Regions from separate parts of the Rattus norvegicus genome. Here regions 2, 3 and 4 are each linked to region 1. The links are chromatin contacts, called in public Hi-C maps. All regions are on one chromosome and are shown on one strand. Each heading gives the region's core, a stretch centred on a gene start, on an enhancer-like site or on the middle of the called end of the contact. The rest is flanking DNA. Distances are from core to core; before and after follow the strand shown. Region 1 has its middle 380 kb from the start of Pik3r1. Region 2 has its middle 42 kb from the start of Cd180. Region 3 overlaps LOC102546726 (a long non-coding RNA gene). Region 4 overlaps Pik3r1 (phosphoinositide-3-kinase regulatory subunit 1).

Region 1 (3,298 bases), core at 209-2,708:
CGTACCTGCTGGTCCTGTTTCCTAAACATATTCATCTATGGTTCTACTTATAATTGAATCTCTGCCGGTGGAAGATTGGACAATCGGCTCTGGTTTGAAGTCATAAGAGAGATCTGTAAGTCTCAGGAGCAGTCAGTAAATGGAGACACAAGTGTGATTAGCCCTATATTGAAAAAGTTATAGACTTCCCCAACAATTACTTCATTACACCCCTTTTGCTTTAGTGTGACTCTAGTCTGCATGGCACTAATGTACATATATGATTAATAATCATGCACATCACAGACATTACATATAATCTCATATATTCAATACTTTAAAAGAAATTTTTGGCTCTATCTGACAATCATTCTTTTAAAATGATTGTAAATTAGTACAAGACAAAGTGCCACCACTGTGCGGGAGTTAAACACACTTTTGAAATACCTCTTAAAGAAGAAATGGAACTGAGCTGAGCTAACAGTATCTGAGGCATAATGGGGAAATGGAGAAATCATTTAACCCCAACTCAGAGGTTGAACCTGCCCTGCTCATTCAGTTCCCAGGTAAAGGACACACAACTTTTATTATTTACAATAAGCCTCAACCAGCACAAGAGTTGGGCAGATATCTACCCTGTATGCTCTTAGAATCTACTTTCCTATTGATAACTACTAGTTATTACTTACTATACTTCATCTGGGCTGCTCTTAACTCCAATTGGCCAGCTCTCAGGGCCACAGTTTTATGACTCACCTAACCCATGGAAGCTTCTCCTCTGTTTACCTTCTCCCCTCTGCCTTCTGTTTCTCCTCTGACCTCCATCCTGAAAAGCCTACGTCTCTTCTGCCCAGCTATTGGCTGTCAGCAATTTTAGTTACCAATCAGAAAAAACTTGGGAGCAAGGTCACATAATGTCACTTGGATCTACATGTGGACTTTCTCACCTCTGGGGTCTTAAGGAACCAGTAATAGCATTAAAATACAAGCAGCATCAGACCAACCCACTATAGAGAAAAAAAGCGAAGGATTTGGAGATGTTACCTAATGCTCAAAATTAGCCTGTAAGCCTCAATAGGTCAAGAACTTGGTAACTTCCTGGAATGCTGGGAGTTGTGGTTCTTGGAAAATAACAAAGCCTCATGGGAAAGTACAGTGGCCTATAGGTTTATCCCTATAAGCCTCGGCTACATGTGACTCGGGGTCATTTTGGCTGGGAAATTCCAGGGACTGGGTCTGGCCAAAGTCCATCTCTTGGTCCATAGTTAATATTTAATAATGCTTGCTTTAAATTTGGCCACAATGCTGGAATTGGATTTTTTCAGGTGAATCTCAGGATTGACAACTACTGGTGGTTCATAGTGAAGCCTTAGTAGCATATTTGAGGTCTGGCACACCCAGATGCCCATGTGCAGTGTAACACAGGTAACATACAGTGTGTGGCATAGAACACACAGCACGTTCTCTGTGGTCTAGGCTGAAAGCTCTTACTGAGAAGCAGTAGCAAAGGTCAGAGGTGTAAAGCAGAAGGGAAGATGAACTCAGATGATAGTCAGAGAATAGAACACGTTTTCACAGTGATAAGACAGCTTCTGCGTGGTATCTTTGCAGATCCTGGAACTATTTGACAGGTTATCAAGTCATTCTTTCCTGTTGAGATCTATGTTTGAAAGGATCATGAAGTGTGTGGCCACCAAGGGGAATTATAAACCTTACAAGGCTGGCCCTCAAGGGCATTTCATTCCTAAAATAGAAAAAGTCTGTGGTGTTCTATGATGACAGAAGACCACCGAGACAATCTCCTCTCACCCAGGCTGATTTGCTAAACTTACACTTCTAAGAGGAAGAACAAGAGCACGAAGGAAATTGAGAACGGTAGAACCGTTTACAAAGGAAATCAAATGAAAAGGCACCCCAATTACATGCAGTAACTGTGGTCTGAGGAACTAATTAATCATGCTATTCAGGGAAGCCTATCTAGTGCTTTGCTTCCAGAGGTCTAGATGACAAATAGAATCTTGAAGAAGAAATATCTTGTCCGCTGTTTTTCTCTACTCTTGCTTATTTTTCTTAAAGCAAAGGCAGCAGTGCACTCTGAAGCCCATGATTGAATTCTCGAAGTCAGACGATGTGTTTAGGTGGTCGCCACTGCAGAGCTACGCTACGACTCAGGGTGACTTTCAGGAAGAAAACATATTTAAATACAAAATACAACCTAGATAGAAAACCTATGATGCCATAGTCCAGTACTGAAAAACAGAGTCTTTCCCTCAATTTAGATAATTAGCCTAGAAATATCTGTGACTATCTCTGGGTTGCCAGCAACACTGAACTTGGGTGCTACAGTTCCATGTGAAAACGTAGGTCAAACAAACCCAGCAGAGGGAGGGACAAGTCTTTTTGTTTTCACTTCTTCTTGTGGTGCTCCTGTTTATATTGTAAATTCTGTATACAGGGAAATCTTACATCTGGATGTGAAAGCTCAAAAGACTTACCTCAAGTCCAGATGCTGCATTCTCTTCACCTGTGAGATAACGAGGGGATATCCAAAGAAGCAATGGCGGATGTTCTGTATGAGGCAAAGTGCCTGGAACGGTCTCATCACGCTTCATATTTGTGATTCCTCTCTCCTGTCATGCAACCCCACCCAAGCTAGACTCTCCTTCAAAGGATCCTGAGAAATGTGCCTCAAACTTATCGCTTCTCCTCTTCCTTTGCTCTCTCCCTGATGATGAAGCCCACTGAATTGGCCTGACTTTCCTGTTAACTACCTTGACTTGTTTACAGGGAGAGAAATGGTGGAGACTGCAGCACTGGTATGAGCAGTGGTACAAAGCTCAGGTAGTAATAAGGAAGCAGCAGCAGGATTTACCAGAGGACTCAGTGTCTCCTTTGTCCTGTTCTAAAGGAACTCAGCAGTACAGAGTTGGCCTCAAACCTGAATTCACAGAAGGGGTTGGTTTATTTCATTCAAATAATGGACTTCTCACATGTCTCTTACTGCTGCCTTGCCAATGCAACGTGAGCACATGGCTCCGTGGGCTCTAACCTCCATTTGGCGTTAACACGTATATCCTATGCATTGGGGTAGATGGTAGAAAATTTTTGTCAACTTTACTGGGTTGAGGATTTCCTGAAGACCTGGTACAGCATTGCTTTCAGTGTGTCTACAAAGAGGTTTCAAGGGAACAGCTTGTAAGTTAGAACTGGATAACAAAGATCTGCCCTCAATGTAGACTGATGTGATCAATGAAGGGTGCCCAGAATGAAGAAAAGCAAGGGGCATAGGAATGTGTCTTTCTCTGATCTGTGGACTCTG
Region 2 (3,298 bases), core at 480-2,979, 470 kb after region 1:
CAATTTCCTCTCCCTATAACATTACCCCTTAAAATGGTTCCAGCCGGGACCCACATGCATACGGCAGACTACACAGGCATTGCTGGAGCATGGCTTTGCTTGTTCTGCTCTTGACACAGACTATTTTCTGCATGAAAGGCTCTTTCATTTTGTTTTCCCTTTTTTTGTCTTTTTTTTTTTTTTTTTTTTTTCCGGGATTTGAAAATGCGGTGTTTTCATAGCGCCACCTTGTGGTAATGAGCCGCATCGAATTCCTACACCCAGCCCAACTTCAGCTTCCTTGTCCAGATTCTGCTTGAGATTTTTGTTTCTCCTTTGTTATTTTTTCCTCTTTTCTTCTACTTAATATTCAAGAGTTGTTCTTTGCCAATGATGCTACTGAAAATAATGGCAATTCAAGCAAAATTAGACCATTAAAAACTTTTTTACAAAATGTCTTCATGTAAGAACAGTAGCACCTACATGCACACTTAGGGATATGTCCCTCATCCAGGGACTTGGGGAAAGGGACTGGCTAGAGTTGTGTGCAGAAACCCCATGGGGACAGGAGAATTGCTGAAGCAGGCTTTAACTGAAAGCATTCTGACTAAACTTTCCTTTTACATCTGCCGTGGTTTTTTTAGGGCTGGCTCTGGTCTGAAAGCCACAGAGCTGGGTATAGCAGACAAACTGATTCCAAGACACCATGAAAGGAATATTAAAGCCACTGATATCCCCCTCACAGCAGCAGGCACCACAGCCAGGTGCTAAAGGAATTGGTTGTTTATGAAGAAATAATCAAATATTCTTTTCTTTTTCCCTTCTGGGTTCTGCAGCCTCACACGAGTCCCGGCCTTCCTATCCCCAGGGGAAAAAATGCTACGTGGGAAAAACAATAACTTCAACTCTTCCCCTCTCTCTCCCAAAACCACTTCCACTCCAAAGGCTTGGTTACACTAGAAACTCGTGTGCAACGACAGGTGTGGACACTCCAGAACTGAGGCAGGTGAGCATGGAATATAGGTTTTAAGATTTAGATAACTAAACCCATTGAAAGTGCCATCCAGCTTCTGTAAGCCCTTGTCCCTTAGAAATTTGAAACAGGCCACGCGATAATGTTACATGGTAGAAATGAAAGAGAAGGAGAGGGAAAGATGCCTGGGGACGACATTAACAAGGCAGGATGCAGTCACTCGTCTATTTAGGAGCCCCCAAGCTGCTGAAAGGGCCCTCCCTAAGTGGAGGTTTTGGAAAAGGTGACCTAATTTAACAGGCAAGCTGAGGTTCATGCATAACTTTCTGCACGCATGCGTATGCATAAGCACACAGATAAACATCCAGTCCCATTGCAATAGACATTGGGTTTCGCCCAAACTCCTAGCTTTGACCTTCTCTGTAAAAGACAATTGCTTTTTACTTTCTCAAACGTCGACAAGAAATCCGCAAAGAAAGCATGGGGTAAAGGACTCAAAAGTCACATTTGTACACAGTAAATGGCGTAGCTTTGACAGAACAGCAGAGGATAAAACTATAGAGACCCGTGTGCTTGAACCTGAAGAGGATAAGATAGCTGGATGAGCCACGGGAAGTCCTGAGTGGGCCACGGAAATTGACAAACCCCCGTGCGTCATCCCACGAGCGAAGGTTCTGGAAGTTTTCCAAGTCTGCCAGTGATCCCAGCTGACCTTTCCGGGTCTGGCAGACTCTGGGCCAGACTGCAGAGAATATGACTGAGAAGCAGATTCCTGCTGCTTCCTGGTGAGCCTGCTTTACTTTCCAGTAAGTCCCCTGTGGTATAATTGTTCCTTTATCTGCACAGGAAGAGAATTTTCGATTCCTTCTGGAAACTAGAGTGGGCCAGGCCCCCTCTCCTGGATGCTGACTCGGAGTCTGTGCATATGAAAACCTGGAAGGAAGCCCGGTCCTGCGGGGACCGCCATGTCATAGCAACTCTCAGCGTCAGGCTGGAGACTTTAATTCTCTAAGATCCAATGGCCCCTGGGTGATCACCAAGCGGAATTTGCCGTATGTTGCTATGAAACTTGGACCGACAAAGGGTGACCCACTGGCCAAAGTCAGGGCCTCTCCTGTGTTTAGGACTGCGTCTTTTCAGAGCGTGTTCCTGATCGTTCACATTAGTCTCCCACACCCGACTTCACTCCACGCAGAGGTGAGTAGCTGCCCCAGAGCGGCGCTGCCTGCAAAGCCCTGATTGTTTAGTGCCTGGGCCCTCACATGAGGAAAGCTCACTGACCTCCAGTTCAGCAGAAAGGCCATTCAGGAAGGGCAGTGTAGTATCTGGAAAGACCCTGAGAAGGGACTCAAAAGCCTGAACTCTGGCTTTGCCTCTACTGTAAACCAGCTGGTGAATGACCGTATGCCTTTTCCAGGGGCACAGGGTACAAAAATGATGTGATTTCTGTCTCCAGTGCCAAACCGGTTGCCCGCCATACTTTTCATTTCCAAAGTCTTCTTTTCCTATTTGTGACCCAAGAACTGTGATATTTAAGTAATTCCATTGGAATCGAAACTGTGTACTTGTAGAAAAATAGATATAGGGAGGAAGAGATAGTTCAAGAAGAGCACTATCTACTCTTTCAGAAAACACAAGTTTGGTTTCTAGCATCCATCTAAGTAGGGTAGCCTACAACCATCTATAACCAGCCTCAGGCCATCTGAAACCCTCTCTGGCCTCCACATATACACTTATACACACACACACACACACACACACAGAGAGAGAGAGAGAGAGAGAGAGAGAGACAGAGAGACAGAGACAGAGACAGAGACAGAGAGAGACCATTTTAAAGAAAGATATACACACACAGGTCTAGACACGCACCCCAAAGTACTCAGAGCCCACTGATAAGCCCAGCTTCATGCACAGCCCCTCTACTGAAGAGACATGTGTCTTCTGGAGCCTCACCATCTGTGGAGCTGTGATCAAAACATTACTATTCAGTTACCGTCTAAGCACAGCTGTAGAATTACGGAGACGTGTTTTTACAAAACCAAGCAATTGTCTGAGTCTGTCTCCCAACCGAAGAATGGGGGAGAGTCTAATTCACAACACAATTCCTACTTTATAGAGCATTTATGTACAACATGCGGGGCACTGTCCTATTTACTTGTTTTTCGTGCCACCTTTATTTAGTGTGTACTTTATAAGACTTGCAAATAGTTTCCAAACATCTCCAAATTTAAGAGGAAAAATGCAATGGAGTGAAGCTGATTTAAATTAGCTTAGTCTGGGCTCTTCCCAGAAGCAGAGCCCGAAAGGAGATGCTTTATTTTTGGAACTGATTTGAAGAAACAAGTA
Region 3 (3,298 bases), core at 367-2,866, 430 kb after region 1:
CCCTGGATCACACAGTGAAGAGGACTGACTCCAAAGTTGTCCTCTGACCTCCACATGTTTGCACTGGTATATGCACCCTTGCATTCACACCCATGCATGCACACACACACATAGGCACACTCGCACACAACGCATACATACAATAATTTTTTTTTTACGTTTAAAGGCTCTATGAGTGACTGGCTGGGAACAAAAGCCTTCCTGGGCCTCACAACATGGCTGGCTGAGATCCTGCAGGGGTAGAGAGCCAGACACAATCTGAACTGGCAGACACTAAAGAGCCTCAAGACTCCTATTTCCTCTTTCCTGGTTGTTTTGCTCAAGAGAAGCCAGCTGAGATCAGACAATGAGGGTGAGACAGAGAAGTTCACATACCTGTCATGCTTCTCACATTACAATAAAAACAGTGCAGAAATGGGCAGATGGTCGGCACAACTACCCCCCCCCAGAGGACATCCCAGTAACCCTCAAGTCACACATAGTCAGCCTCCTATGTGAGAAGTGGAGGTATTTATCAGTCTAATCCGGGAGCTCTTGATATCTGGGCAGCCACTGACCACTCCTGGAAAAGTGCTAAGAGGAGCAGACCCCTTGTAAGGTGGAAAAGGTCTTTACCTCAAAGATATAGCAAAGTACTATCTACTTCAGTGGCTTGGGGATCATGAGTAAAGAGCACTTAACCCTTTACTACTACCACTACCACTATCACTGCTGCTGCTGCTGCTGCTGCTACTACTACTACTACTGCTACTACTATTGCTGCTGCTGCTACTACTGCTGCTGCTGCTGCTACTACTGCTGCTGCTGCTGCTGCTACTACTATTACTATTACGACTACTACTATTACTACTACTACTACTACTCTACCTCACTTGCACCTCATTGTAAAATGAGAAAGTAGAAAGTCAGATAGGTACAATAATTCCTAGCTCCATTTGGTCATATTTCCTCTAGCTTCGCCCAATGGTTACCTAGCAACCAGATATACCAGCCTGGTATAAAAGGACTCTCTCTACCTATTCGGTCCTCCCTCCCTTCCCTCCCCTCCCTTCCCTTCCTCTTTCTCCTCTCCTCTCCCTACCTCTTTCCCTATCTTCTCTCTCTCCCAACATGTTCCAGGCCTCTCTCCCCTCTCTCTTTCTGTTCTCTGTGCCCTTTCTGTCTCTGCCTCTACTCCCTTCTCAGACTCCCTTCCCATGTCCAAAATAAACAGATGAATCTATAGTAGACCTGTTGTATGGCTGATACCTGTGGAGGGCGGGGAGGAATACCTCAGCATGGGCCCACTAAGACACCCCCTCTCGCCAGTTTCCACCAGATCACACCATGTTTTATAAAACATATTACCACTGCCCCCACCCCATTCCTCTTTCTGTGGACTTGCAGATCATTCGAGGAAATTTTCACTCTTCTTGCTGATATCTCGCGTCCAACATACAGGGAATTGAACACCGTCTGTTGCCACTCAAGCCTAAACTAAAGGAGCCAGAGATCAAAATGTTGAGAAACCTGGAGAAGTACACAAAGCCTCATTTGTGTTTGCACACAGGCTCTGATGACAGCCGCCTGGATCTCAGAGTGATCCGCCCACTGATCCCAGTCAGTCTGCTCTAGATATGACCATGACCCTGTGGAGATGTCAACCATCAACCAGCCACATGGACACACACACTCCTCTATCACTGACTGGGCCTCTTTTTGAAGTGGTCTCATCTTATTCTCATTAGTGTTCCGCCGAGAACTCTGTCCTCTTTCCCCCTCTCTGTTCAGAACACAGATTTGCTGTTCTTTCCAAATCAGTGGCAAACCTTCCAAGTTGTCCTGGGGCCAAGACCCATCACTGGTCACACACCACCCTGCCACTAACTAATGTGTCCTCTTGAAATCCAGGCCCAAAGGGTCAGCAGTTATGTTGCAAAAGGCCCCTAGAAGCATTTGTGTGCGCTCCTGCAGATTTCAGAGCACAGACCATGTGTTTATCAGTTGGCTAGGAGTGTTAATCGAATATTGCAATGTGCTTTTAAATTTTTGGATCCCTTCTCTTTTTTCACATGCAATAGCGAGTCCTTAGAGAGGCAAAGATTCTAGGAAAAAGTAGAACACCCGTTACATAAGTCTTTAAAAAAAAAAAAAAACCCTAGTACATAGGATGCTAATCGTTCCAAGACTAATCATTATCTAGCATGCTTTGGTCATTGCTCAGCGCCAATGGCAACACAGAACAAGAGGCGGATCGTTGGAGTGCTAGCTGGGTGTGTGCCAACAAGGGAAGGCCATGTCAGACAAGTTGGAGCACATACAGTAACCATCCTAAGCTACGACCATGACTTTCAGGTCCTTTCCACTGAATACTCTCACGCATGGTTCCTCAGAACCAGAAGGGTTGTACACAACGTCTTCTGGGGATCCCATCTAGGGGACCCTAGAGGAAGCACGTGTTAAGTTCCAGACTCGGATTTGGCTCCCAGGTCCCAACTGAATCTGGAAAGCTAAAAGAAAATTATTCTTCCTCGCCATGTCAGAATACCTCCCTGCGAGGAATTCTCTGATGTCATACAAGTGTTGTTACACTCACATTAATGTTGTAACAGGACCATAGCCAGACAAGGAGCAGAACTGGTATGGTAGGAACTCATCCAGAAATGAAGGGAACAGCCTGTGCGCTTCCTTTGCAAGCTTTTTGTTTCCCAGAAGCATTTACGCTGGCCCAGGTGTGCGGGCATGTGGGATCAGCACACAGTGTACTGATGTGCACACACACGCCCATCGAGTGCATTGGCCAAAGCCAATCAGAAGTCTTCCTCTACTTTTACCCACCTTACTTCCTGAAACAGGACCTCTCTGTGAATAAGAAGCTCGCCAGTTTAGGCCAAGCTAGCTGGCTGGTCAGAGAACTCTCGGGATCTGTCTGTCTCCACCCCAATGCTAGAGAGACAGGCATGTGAAGTCCTGCCCAGCTTTTTGTGTGCTTACTGGAGATTCATACTCAGGTCCTCCTATGTTCGTGGAAAGCCCTCTTCCCTACAAGCCATCTATCTATAGGCTCCTGGCTGAGCCTCCAGTGTTAAAACCCTACTTTCGCTCATCAGTTCTTTGCCCTTGCTTACAACCAGGCCCACCCCTTCCTCCTCCCCCACCTGGCCTGGTGACTATCCTAGGATGGGGGTGATCGCCTGCCTCTGTCCTTTCTCCTTCTAGATAGTTTATATACTTAGTCGGGGACCTTCCCTTTTAATTTTAAGAGGTTTTTGTTCAAAATTGGAATGGGAGAGAATTAAAACTTTTACACTCATATTCC
Region 4 (3,298 bases), core at 420-2,919, 410 kb before region 1:
TTAAGATATTTTTAAATATTAGGGATGGGAAATATATTTAAAATGATGTGTTATTAATAACAAAAATTGTTATACTGGTCCTTTCTATTTAAGTTCAAGCTGTCCTAGTCATTGCGTGCGTGCATGCGTGTGCATGCATGTGTGCGTGCATGTGTGCGTGCGTGTGTGTGTGTGTGTGTGTGTGTGTGCGTGTGTGTGCCTCTCCACCTAATAATAGGAAAGCAACTCTTTCCCCTGTTTGCAATTGATTGAGAATTTTCCAAGCCAAATGCATAGATGCCACTACTTAAACCTTGCACATGGTCAAGTTAACGAGACCCCAGCATCAAGAGTCACCAGTTTGCCCATTCTACAGAGCCTGTCTCGAGTCAGCTAGGCAGGAAACACCAGACTCCAGAGGCTAGAAAGAAAGGAAGCCCAAATCAACCACAGAGTTACAAAATCGGCCATCAATTTGTCTAATTAAAACTCCATTTAATATTTCACTAAAGTGGAATTCTGGCGGTCTTAAGAAATATGCATTTAAAAGAGCTATGTAGCCACTTCTCCTTGTCATGACTTTCAGAGACCGTCTATGATCAGTCAAAACCCTGGGCTTTAGGTTCCTAGTGAGTCGTGCATTTTCATACATTTTAGCCAAGAGCTTTACCAAAACAACCTCCCTGTGACCATCATACCACCAGGAATGTGGGCCAAACGTTTCGTTTATTTCTCTCCTTGACCAATAGATGGCGACCTCTACTGGGCAAGAGAACCAGCGTCAGAGCAGGCCAGCATTTCCTCTTCCTTCCAAGGTCCTGCATTTTTTTTTTTTTTTTTAACTAATGAGCTACTTCATAATGAATTAGTGAACGAGAAAACAAAATATTTTTAAGTTATTTTGCTATGACAATTCTGGCTTTGTAAAGGAAAATGGAGTTCTGAAAAAAACGAAGGTTTTCCTCAAAAAGAAATAGACTAAACAGACAAGGCAGAAGAGAACTGCATTTCTGGGCATGATTTTGCCAGTACTGTGCCCTCTGAAGAAATAGCACGAAGTCTACAAAACTCTGCCTAACAGAATCCATGGCCCTTGGAATGGTTTACACTTAAGTGGCACAAATGGTTGGGCCTGACTGCATACGCCTATAATAACTACCACTAGAGAAGCTGAGGCAGGAGGACTGTCATGAGTTTAAAGGTAAGCTTGGAGAGTGTGTGTAAATGTCAGTCTCCTAGGACTATATAAAAAGAGTAGTCCTGGAAAACAAAACAAGAAACAAACAAAAAAATGAGACACTAGTGAAGCAGGCGAAGGAGGACATAGAGACTCCCAAGAAAGCACCATTGAAGCAACAAGACTCTGTTCAATGATAAATGAAGACTCTGTGTTGAGAAACTAAACCGTTCCGGCATGCCTGTGTCTGGGGGAGCGTGCACATAGCTCTGGAGAAAACACGTTTTGCCACAGAACACAGGGGGCTCTGTCTACCTTCCTTCTCTGTCTACAAGGAGGGGACCTCTCAGGTGAGGGAGCGATTTTTAGAAGAGGCAGCTGGTCTAACCATGGTTAATTCTGCTGTCATTTAACTTTGTTTCTTCCTGGAACGCCCACAAAGAGAGCGACAGAGTGTTCGCTATCTCCCATGAACTACTGCTTCGCACAGTTCTCAGCTGTTTAAACTGGCCTTCGGCCTTCATTTCCTGTGGCCGGGCGATTTCAACCCCTTTCATTTTCCTCCGGTTCAGACAGATCACTTAAGTCGGAGACGCGTTGTGTGTGTCTGTGTTCTATGTGTCCTTCTGGTTTGAGTGTTATCATTAAACAATGAGCTTTAAATCCTCGGGTCCTCTGGGACTCGAGGTGTGACGGAGAGAGCGCCCTCACAGCTCATCCTTGCTCAGTGAGCCTACTGTAGAGATGAGAAAGCCAGGGCTATGTATGGACATTACCATCTTTAGGACGTACAACAAATAATTCACAGTGACTAAGATGGACTCTTGGCCAAGAATGCCACTGGAAGTCCTTAATGCCTGGCTCGTTCACAAGTTCACTATGTAAGCAAGACCAACAGGAGGGGACATGGAACCAAAGTGCACCAGCCTCACCGATGGCCCTACGACTTCATCCCATGCACTTTCCACCTGACCTAAAGGACTCGCACATGATAAATGATGCAAAACCCGACCAGTTTGTCTTTTTTTTTTTTTTTCTCTAAAGTATATTTGTACAAATTCCCAGAAAACTGCTCCTGCTGCTGAACGGGTTTGTTTTTACTATAATAGAGAACTGTCAAAGACAATCGAGATTGGCCAGTGCTCTCGAGCTGTCTGATTGCTTTGTTCTACGGATTCTCTTTGGCTAGAAAACGAGATGGGTGACAAGGTTTGTTCAGTGCTATACACGGAGGACGCTGAGATGTGGTCTTCTATCCGGCAGACAACAGCTAAGTCTGAGAGTCAACCTGAAGCCAGCAACTTGGTTTAATCCCACCACGAACTGTGAGTGAGCCTGCTCACCCACTCTGCCTCTGTGTAAGAGGCTGAGAAAGTTGCCACTTTGGATTTCTCAGAAACCCTGTAAAACCCATGGGAGAGACAATGCAATAGCATCAGACAGAATTTTAAAGGAAACACAGTCTAAGCACTGCTCTTTACCTCGAGTTGTATCCAGTCATTTGTATTGATCTGAACAATTCAAACAAGTACATTTCTCCAGAGCACACTGATTGCTTTGTCACTATTACTGGAAAAACTAAAAAAAAAAAAAAACAAAACAAAACAATAGGTCTCACCAGTTTAACTATCCCAAAGCAGTTAGTTAGCCAATCAACACAACATTAATATATTTAGCATGAGTTATGATTGTGGTTAGAGCTAAAAGTCTTTTTTGTACCCACAAAAATTTAATTTACTACTTGACGCAAGATAAAATATGCAATTAGAAAAAAACTTTTTCCATGAAGCCCACTGAGTTGCGCTTAATATTTCTAATTAAAATAAATAAGCCCCAACATCCTTAATTATGACACATTTAGGTAAGGGACTTTTGACACATGCTTTCTGCTAAATCCTACTTGAAGGAAGAAGAATTTTCCATCACTCAGTCCTGTCTCCATGTAATACACTCATTTGCTTCATGCTTCTGGTTTTTTGGGGGTTTTTTTCCCTTCTTCTTCTTCTTCTTCTTCTTCTTCTTCTTTTAGGTTACCAGAAAAAGAAAACCAAGTTAAATCATTTTAATTTTAAAAGGTTTTAATATAAACAGAAAGCTAAAATACCACTCAGGGTTTCAGCTAGCAGAATTTCTATTTTCCCT

What was found. Hi-C and Micro-C count contacts between places; a contact is called where the count stands out from the background.
Region 2: a Hi-C map of liver shows a contact between it and region 1, with 8 times the contacts expected there. The contact joins two enhancer-like sites. A contact is called at or near these places in 5 of 12 Hi-C or Micro-C datasets (hepatocytes, kidney, liver and 1 more).
Region 3: a Hi-C map of liver shows a contact between it and region 1, with 11 times the contacts expected there. The contact joins two enhancer-like sites. A contact is called at or near these places in 2 of 12 Hi-C or Micro-C datasets (both in liver).
Region 4: a Hi-C map of liver shows a contact between it and region 1, with 3 times the contacts expected there. The contact joins two enhancer-like sites. A contact is called at or near these places in 3 of 12 Hi-C or Micro-C datasets (liver and mammary epithelial cells).

What each region holds. Positions count from the first base shown.
Region 1 is chr2:35,075,388-35,078,685 of GRCr8, forward strand. No RefSeq gene overlaps it. Among named protein-coding and RNA genes, the nearest start is that of Pik3r1, 380 kb to the left of the region's middle. Within about 2 kb of position 1,459, at least 4 of the 93 cell types and tissues checked have an H3K27ac peak or open chromatin away from gene starts, as enhancers often do. A contact at or near this core is called in liver, where this site is marked.
Region 2 is chr2:35,546,467-35,549,764 of GRCr8, forward strand. No RefSeq gene overlaps it. Among named protein-coding and RNA genes, the nearest start is that of Cd180, 42 kb to the right of the region's middle. Within about 2 kb of position 1,730, at least 10 of the 93 cell types and tissues checked have an H3K27ac peak or open chromatin away from gene starts, as enhancers often do. A contact at or near this core is called in liver, where this site is marked.
Region 3 is chr2:35,505,260-35,508,557 of GRCr8, forward strand. The region is part of intron 1 of LOC102546726 (a long non-coding RNA gene); the gene reads right to left. Among named protein-coding and RNA genes, the nearest start is that of Cd180, 83 kb to the right of the region's middle. Within about 2 kb of position 1,617, at least 17 of the 93 cell types and tissues checked have an H3K27ac peak or open chromatin away from gene starts, as enhancers often do. A contact at or near this core is called in liver, where this site is marked.
Region 4 is chr2:34,665,997-34,669,294 of GRCr8, forward strand. All of the region lies in intron 2 of Pik3r1 (phosphoinositide-3-kinase regulatory subunit 1), which reads right to left. Among named protein-coding and RNA genes, the nearest start is that of Pik3r1, 30 kb to the right of the region's middle. Within about 2 kb of position 1,670, at least 18 of the 93 cell types and tissues checked have an H3K27ac peak or open chromatin away from gene starts, as enhancers often do. A contact at or near this core is called in liver, where this site is marked.